2 separate regions of the Danio rerio genome follow, and region 2 is linked to region 1. A link is a contact called in public Hi-C data. All regions are on one chromosome and are shown on one strand. Each heading gives the region's core, a stretch centred on a gene start, on an enhancer-like site or on the middle of the called end of the contact. The rest is flanking DNA. Distances are from core to core; before and after follow the strand shown.

Evidence for each region. A called contact is a pair of places that touch in the nucleus more often than the background predicts.
Region 2: a contact with region 1 is called in a Hi-C map of gastrula embryo, with 2.7 times the contacts expected there. The contact joins the enhancer-like site here to the promoter of csad in region 1. A contact is called at or near these places in 5 of 18 Hi-C or Micro-C datasets (caudal fin, embryo, gastrula embryo and 1 more) and 1 of 4 datasets of contacts at active chromatin or transcription factors (caudal fin).

The regions. Positions count from the first base shown.
Region 1 is chr23:39,548,377-39,552,184 of GRCz12tu, reverse strand. csad (cysteine sulfinic acid decarboxylase) reads left to right here and starts at 1,521. Exons shown (of 14, transcript NM_001007348.2): 1 at 1,521-1,588; 2 at 3,084-3,214; 3 at 3,322-3,448. The coding sequence starts at 1,573. It overlaps zgc:174906, which reads left to right. Exons shown (of 4, transcript NM_001115057.1): 4 at 1-110.
Region 2 is chr23:39,596,154-39,600,195 of GRCz12tu, reverse strand. lima1a (LIM domain and actin binding 1a) reads right to left here. Exons shown (of 11, transcript NM_131664.1): 11 at 1,289-2,824. The coding sequence ends at 1,897. Among named protein-coding and RNA genes, the nearest start is that of lima1a, 38 kb to the right of the region's middle. Within about 2 kb of position 2,460, at least 3 of the 62 cell types and tissues checked have an H3K27ac peak or open chromatin away from gene starts, as enhancers often do.

The DNA of each region.
Region 1 (3,808 bases), core at 272-2,771:
TTATTTGTTTTTGTACTTTATATTTGTCATTAATCATGCTTCTGGTGATGGTTTGTTTCTTTTGTACGAAACTAAAGAGAATTAAATGATTGTCATTGAGATGTGAAAGGTTATGAGGTTGTTTCTTTATTGTTTTATAGCTTATTTGATTGTATACTTTAGATATTTGTCTGATTTACAGTATCTTGTTTATTGTTTTATAGGCTTGAGATATAAAATATGGCTTCTGGAGTGTGGATTTCTGATGCTAAAGAATTGGAAGTCTCTTCAAATGTTTTTAAAATGCGTTTGTTACCTCTGTAATTTCATTTCTTTAGGGTTTGCTTTTATTATTTATTGTGTAGGTTTTGGTTTAGATGCTAGCCAATGCTTCTCACAACCAAAAAACATGCAACTTTTCTTGCAAGCACTAAAAAACGAGCTGTAACATATGTAAAAACATCACCGTGAGGCTGATATCAAAATGGAAAACTTTCAGTGCTGTTTGGTGTTTCAGTTTTTTTAAAGAAATATCAAACAGCAGTCACATACCGCATACAAATGCTCAAAAGTCCCTTTTTCCATAGGAAACCCTTCTTTTAACAGATCCATAGACTTTTTTTGAACCCTGTGACATTCCATTCTACTCTTGTGAGCGAGTGTGTGGGATGATTGTGCAATCTGACAAACATACGTGGAAGGATATATCTTTCTTTCGTCAGCAAACGCAGTCTAATGTGAACTTAGAACAAAACTGCAGGGTTTAGAAGATGTTGAACGTTGTACCTCTGTTTTGCAGCATGCATTACTTTAATGAATGTGTGTGTGTGTGTGTGTGTGTGTCATTATATAACATGTAAAATTGTTATATTGATCTTTCTTATTGGTTGCTTGTATGCGAGCCAGTGTTAGCTCAGTAAATATGCTCGCATTATCAACCAAGATGCAGGATAAAACCAAACCATCCAATGGCTTTGCTGAAGGTAATACTGGAGATTTTCTCAATATGCTTGATTGTGTTACTCTTGTAAACATTTATAGAGATAGTTCACCCCCCAAAAATGTACAGTAAATCAGAAACAAGTGGTTGTAAACTCTTTTTCCTCTGTGAAATGCTTAAGAATGGGGGAAATCAGCTTTTATTATCATCCATAATAAGAACAGATAATACAATGGAAATCAACAGCTCTTATTTTGCAACTTTTACTGAGAATATATGTATTTGTCTGTGAGTGTGTTTAACAGAAGAATAGAAACTCAAATATGTTTAAAACAAGTGGAGGATGAGCAAATGATGGCGGAATTGACATATTTGGGTGGACTGTCCCTTTAATTGCATGTAACAGATAGCCTTAATCATATCACCTGGGTATTTAGAAAGTAGTGTATTTTAAAGTTAACGATTGATTTTTATGTTGACACACCCATATCATTCTAATCCAATTATAGGATGTCACTTGAATGACGAATCGGGCGTGTGCATCCACGTATATGAAGGCTGGACCCTGCATTAAAGCCCCGAGGGTCCCGAGGCATCCTTTACTTATAGTTGAGTTCCATGTGCTGAGTACAGAAACGACATTAAACATCACCATGAGTTCATCTGGAGGTAAGAAGCTAGTTCTGCTTTGAATGCACGCGTAATTTAGGCTATTTGTAAAATGTAGCAAGTGTTTCTTAGTTTTGCTGAATTGTGCATTTAAAGTGTTGGTGACGTAATGACTCACTCTAGCTGTACGCGTGGAAAGCTTTCATCATGTTAGAAGTTGGATTTTTAAATGCATGAAACTGCTATTTTCGAGTATCCCTCAATGTATGGATGATGTATGGAACTTTTGCACACGTTGCAGGAATTGGTTTAGAGAGTAAACTCTGTAACAGACCATAATTGTATAGCAAAACATGCTAAACAATAGAAAAAAACGATGTAGCTATATGCAGCTTTCTTGATTCTTAACTAAGTCAAACATTGCATTTAACCAATGTTTTTGACTCTTTCTGACAGCCATTTTGCTCATTGGTGTCATGTTACTGAAAAGAAAAAGAATTGGAGCGACGCGACGTCTTTTCTCATAAACTATCGCGATTGTTGCTGTGGAATTTTTGACGCCAATTATAAAACTGATTTTGCGTTTTGATTGGATGTGGAATGAGTTCTGAATTATGCACGAAGTTGCTTGGCAACCTTAAACTAGTTAAATAGTTTATCAAATGTGGGACATCAGATAGCCTAAACCAGGAGAGATAAACATAATGTCTAATTATATTACATTATTCAAACACATAATATATAATGAAACGTGTATACAAACCCTTCGAAAAGAGTACAAGCAAAATATTGCAAAATATAAAAAAATACAATCTAAACAATTTTATCAAGATTTTATTTTTTGCTTCTCTTGATTTTTCTATAACATTTTCTATAACATTTTGGGTTTACTAGTTTTTTGACCAATATCTTAAGTTATTTTATTAGATAAGCTCCAGATTTGGCCTCAGTACTAACTCATCTGATAGATAATAGATTTGTGAGGGGTCTACTTACTATTGTCGGTGTGTGTGTGTGTGTGTGTGTGTGTGTGTGTGTGTGTGTGTGTGTGTGTGTGTGTGTGTGTGTGTGTGTGTGTGTGTGTGTGTGTGTGTGTGTGTGTGTGTGTGTGTGTGTGTATATATATATGTATATATATGTATGTATATATATGTGTATATATATGTGTATATATATATATATATATATATATATATATATATATATATATATATATATATATATATATGTATATATATATATGTGTATATATATATATATATATATATATATATATATATATATATATATATATGTTTTTTAGATTTAAACATGCGTTTAGAAGTGATTTTGTTGTTAAGCATTTTGTCACTTTGAATTTAGACGTGTATAGTTCTTTCATCCAATATTATTTGGTGTATTGATAGTTTATTGTGATTGTGGTTGTGCTATTGTGATTAAACAAATACTATTACCCGCTGTACATTAATTTATTTCAACATATTACTTTTGATGCTGTTTTCTTGAAGTACTTCATTTAAAATTTATTTGATGCTAAATATTCAATTCATCTCAGAGTATATGAATGGCCACGTCCACCTGGAAGAATCAGACATGGACGAGTCTGATGGGAAGCTGTTCCTTACTGAGGCTTTCAACATAATCATGGAAGAAATTCTTAACAAAGGAAGGGACTTGAAGGAGAAGGTCATGTCTTTTAAGAATTTACCATCTCATTTAACAACTCCTTGCGCTTCCTATCTTATCTAGTATCTGCTAATAGTCTTAACAACCGTGTGTCTTTGCATCAACAGGTTTGTGAGTGGAAAGATCCAGATCAGCTGAGATCTCTCCTGGACCTCGAACTTCGGGATCATGGAGAATGTCATGAGAAGCTGCTGCAGAGGGTTCGAGATGTGGCCAAATACAGCGTAAAAACTTGTAGGTGGATTATTGGTTGTCTTCCTGTATAGATCTTTTTTTAAAGGGGTCATGAACTGAGAAATCTAAATTCCCTTGATCTTTTGAGATATAAGAGGTCATTGTGCTGTAAAAACTTCCTGTAAGTTTCAGAACTCAAAATGTTTATGTTAGTCTAAAAACGACAGGTTTTTGAATGAGCCGTTAATTCTGTAATAGTGTTGATAAAACTCTGCCTTCACAGAAGAATCTCAGTGTCTATTTCTAGATCACTGACTCTTTAACTCTGGCCACTTATTAACATTGCAGTAAGTAAATATCTAGGGTCTATGCAGAAACCAAAGAATGAAGATGCTCTAAAATCAACAAGACACTGTGCAT
Region 2 (4,042 bases), core at 1,211-3,710, 47 kb before region 1:
AGTCTACAATTTCATTCATAAGGGTCTTAAAGGGTCTTTAAAAGTTTTAAATTTGAGTTGAAACGTGCAGAAACCCTGATCTTGTATGTTGTATAAATATATATAGTAATTTACTAACTGTGCCTCAGACTCCTAATTTGCAGTTTATTAATGATTAAGAGAAGTTAATGCACTCAAATTATTTTTGCTACTTGTTCAAGCTACTTATTTAAATTGATCTGAAACAACACAATTCTTGAGATTTTATTGGGAAAACGTAATCTTTTTATGTTCAGTTCTCTTAAATATGTTTAGTTAATTTGTCCCGGGACAACATGAATGAATTGTGGAACCCTGCATTTTATACAGTGTAGGTTTTGAGATTAGAGTTGTAGAATAACATCATGCCGACTATGTAGAAGTACAAATAAACAACCAATATCTTAATAATAGGCAGGTAATACGCCACTAGTGAGAATTGGAATGAACTAAACCTTTACCGCAGAGGTGTCAAACTCAATTCCTGGAGGGCCGAAGCCCTGCACAGTTTAGTTCCAACCCTGCTCCAACACACTTACCTGTAGGTTTCAAACAAGCCTGAAGGACTCAATTAGTTTGATCAGGTGTGTTTAATTAGGGTTGGAACTAAACTGTGCAGAGCTGCGGCCCTTTTGGAATTGAGTTTGACACCTGTGCTTTACCGGGACAGAAAAAAATAGCATTGTTTTGATCATATTTGTCTGACATGCTTATGTTGTTTTGCAACTTTGACTGATTAATTTTAAAGTCCCTCAAGGTTTTTGTGAATCCATCTAAGACTTACTTTTTTTTTTTTAGTTTTTGTGCATTTACACAGCAATAACAAGAATTAAATACAATACAACTTTATAAAAATAGTCACAAAGTCACTCATTTTCATTCGATGGATAGATCGATAGTTGGATGGTGGATGGATACAGATAGACCGGTAGGTAGGTAGGTAGGTAGGTGGGTGGGTGGGTGGATGGATGGATGGATGGATGGATGGACGGATGGACGGACAGACAGATAGACAGACACAGACAGAGAGACAGATATAGATTGATGGATGGTTTGATAGACGGATAGATAGATGGATAGACAGTCCATGCTAAATCCTGGAGGGACTTATTTTAATAGTAAATTCAACTACAACTGTGATCACATATTAATCTCATAATTTTACACTTCTCTTTAAAATGAAGTGGTTTACACTATGATATCCAGCGGTTAAAATATGCTTGCTTATCTAGAAAACGGTTAGTTGTAGGATCACGCTAGTAAAACAAAGCTCAAGATTTTGTAGAAGTAAATTTATTTGAAACAAAAGTTTTCCCAAGGTATTTGGTCCCATAATAAAAGACATTTAAAATGCAGTTAAATAATACAATTGGAAAATTCTAAAACATTCATAGGTTGCCAATTCAATGTGGTACAGCGGGGAGAGTGTTTTAACATTTAAAGTACATTGAAGTGCATTATAATAGTGTCAATCGAACAAAACATGGGTGTTTGAACTTAACATTAAAATTGGCCCCATCATATTTTCTTTTTTAATCATTTCGAAATGCAAGTGTTCAGAAAACGAACAGCAGCAGAATAAAATATCCTGGTCTATTAATATAGAAAATATAGAAAACAACAAGGTACCAAAGGAAATACAATTTCATAAAACTAGACATGAAGAAATCGAGAGCTCTAGCATACCATCTAGACTAGAGAAACCTTCCCAATAACCTGAAAACTACTTGTTTTTTTTTTCAGTTCAGTAACATTTATAGGCACATGTAAAAGCCGAAAACATGAAGAATTGCACGAAAATGACAGACCCACAATGAAGAGACTACATGAAAGTATGCTGGTGCTTCTGAGAAAATTAAAGTCCATCTAATCTATGACTCAGACCACATCTTCATCATCCTCATCATCATAATGACGGTTCCTCTTAATCAAGTCCTCCACAGTGACATCAGCGGTGTCTTCCTCCGCTTCTTCTCCATCCCAAAATCCAACATCTTGCGAAGCCTGGTTCTCTTCGGGATCCAATCCAGACTCGCTCTCAGGTGACAATGGCGGGCTGTTATCCGGCGTGCTGCATTTCAGAGAAGACAGTTCCTCCTCCTGCACATCAACTTTCTCCTCATGCTCCATCTGTTCATCCTCCTTGGTCTTATCCTGGTCCTCCTCCTCCGACTGATTGTGTTCAGTCATGTCCTCAGAAGAAATGGTGGTGTCTGTGGTGGAAGACACGGGTGACATTTCCTCCTCGGAGTCTGGTTTCTCATTTGACAAAGATCTTTGGCATCTCTTGGGTTGAGCGACGGGTGCGGAGTTGAAGATGCAAAACGGTTTGCTTCTCTCCTTAAGGGAGACGCTCCTGCGAAGCTTTGGAAGATCAGATTCCAGGTCCACATTGCTTGATACAGTGTCGCCCTCTGGAGGCCATTTAGGGCGAATGGGTTTGATTCCACTGCCATCAGTTACTGTGTGGGTTGCACTCTCATCCCCTTCAGACTGCGGAGGCCAGGAGATCTTGAGTCGTCCCGTTTCCAATGGCTTCTCCACCCTCTCTGACGTGGCCTGGGTCCGGGTCTCTAAAGTGGCCGCAAGCACGTTGACCTTGACCAATGGAGACTCCTCCACTGTTAGGCTCGTTTCTTGAGGTGAAAGCTTTACTTGGTCGTCAGCTCCTTCGGGGCGTCCTTCCCAAAGCTCCTTATGGGGTCGGTGGCCGAAACCCTCATCGTAGTTGCCCTTGGCTTTAAACAGCTGGCAGTAGTGTGGCTTGCAGTAGACGTTGTTGTGCAAAGAGGCGTAGTTCACCAAACTGTCCAAAAGAGGGAGGCAAAATATAAAAAGAGAGATAAGAAACAAAGCAAGATAAGCATTTTGAAGTATTCATGCACCCTGGACTTGTCGTGAATGGCACCCATTGTACTGACCAAACTATTATTATTTTGTCAAACATAATGCAGAGAAGACGAAAAACATTTTGAAATGGCATTTTAACCATGTGATGCAGGTAAGCTGTGTTTTTGTGTGCAGCTCCAAAACTTAGCACTTTTCAAGAGTTCCCACTTAGATATGCTTGGCACTTATAGCAGGTTTGGCATGCTGTCCCGGGAGAGAACCCTGAGCTCGGAGATATTTAACCCCCAGGGCTCCCGCCCGGTCTAGAAGCATATCAGGAGAACCGAGATCAGGTAGGTCTCGATCGCTCCCGCTTTAGAAGGGGAGAAAAAGGAGGAGATGGGGTGGAAGGGGGGATTCTTCCAAAATGAAGATGAGGAGATGAGGCAATGAGGAGAAAGTGATCCATTTATACTAAGCTAGGATCATTCTGATTGGATTATTACTGATTACGGATGAGTGACCAGCGGTGCACAATCATATCACGTGCTCCTCTCGAAATTAGTTTATGAAACTTCACTTCATCATCCCCATTGGGCTTTTTGAATGTTTGTATCTGTGGTTACAACACAAATTTGTCTAAAATACATATGTAATACCTTTTTGAATTAAGGATTAACCTATATTTTTGGGACTAAAAGCTTTCAGACATTAAAAATCATCACTTCATACAGTTAAACTGGTCCAACCACTAGATTATGCAGACTGGTTTATAATTGCTCTCAGGCCTCCTCAAACGTATGGTGAAAATCTTTATGAATAAACACTGTATTGTAGTCAAGAAGCCATTAAAATGTGTTGATAGCCTCCTTTAGCTTTTCGCTTCTGGGTTGTATTTAGGTCTCAAATTACATCTAAAAGATCTATAATTTGTGCAATCATCCAAAGACGAATAAAAAAAAAACTTTTTGTTACTTTTAGGGAAGCAAGGTGGTTCTAGCTAAAAACATAAGCTGTAGCACTGTATCCGTTTACTCAGTTATGACAAGAAAGGAAAATACTGCAAGGTATGCACTAGCATTTGTCATTCATTCAGCTATATCAAGGGATGCCTAAACTTCAAAGTTGGCCCACGGTAACCTTTGATTTGGCCCTCCATACCATCTGAGAAGAGGAGAACGATGGGGAATTTTTG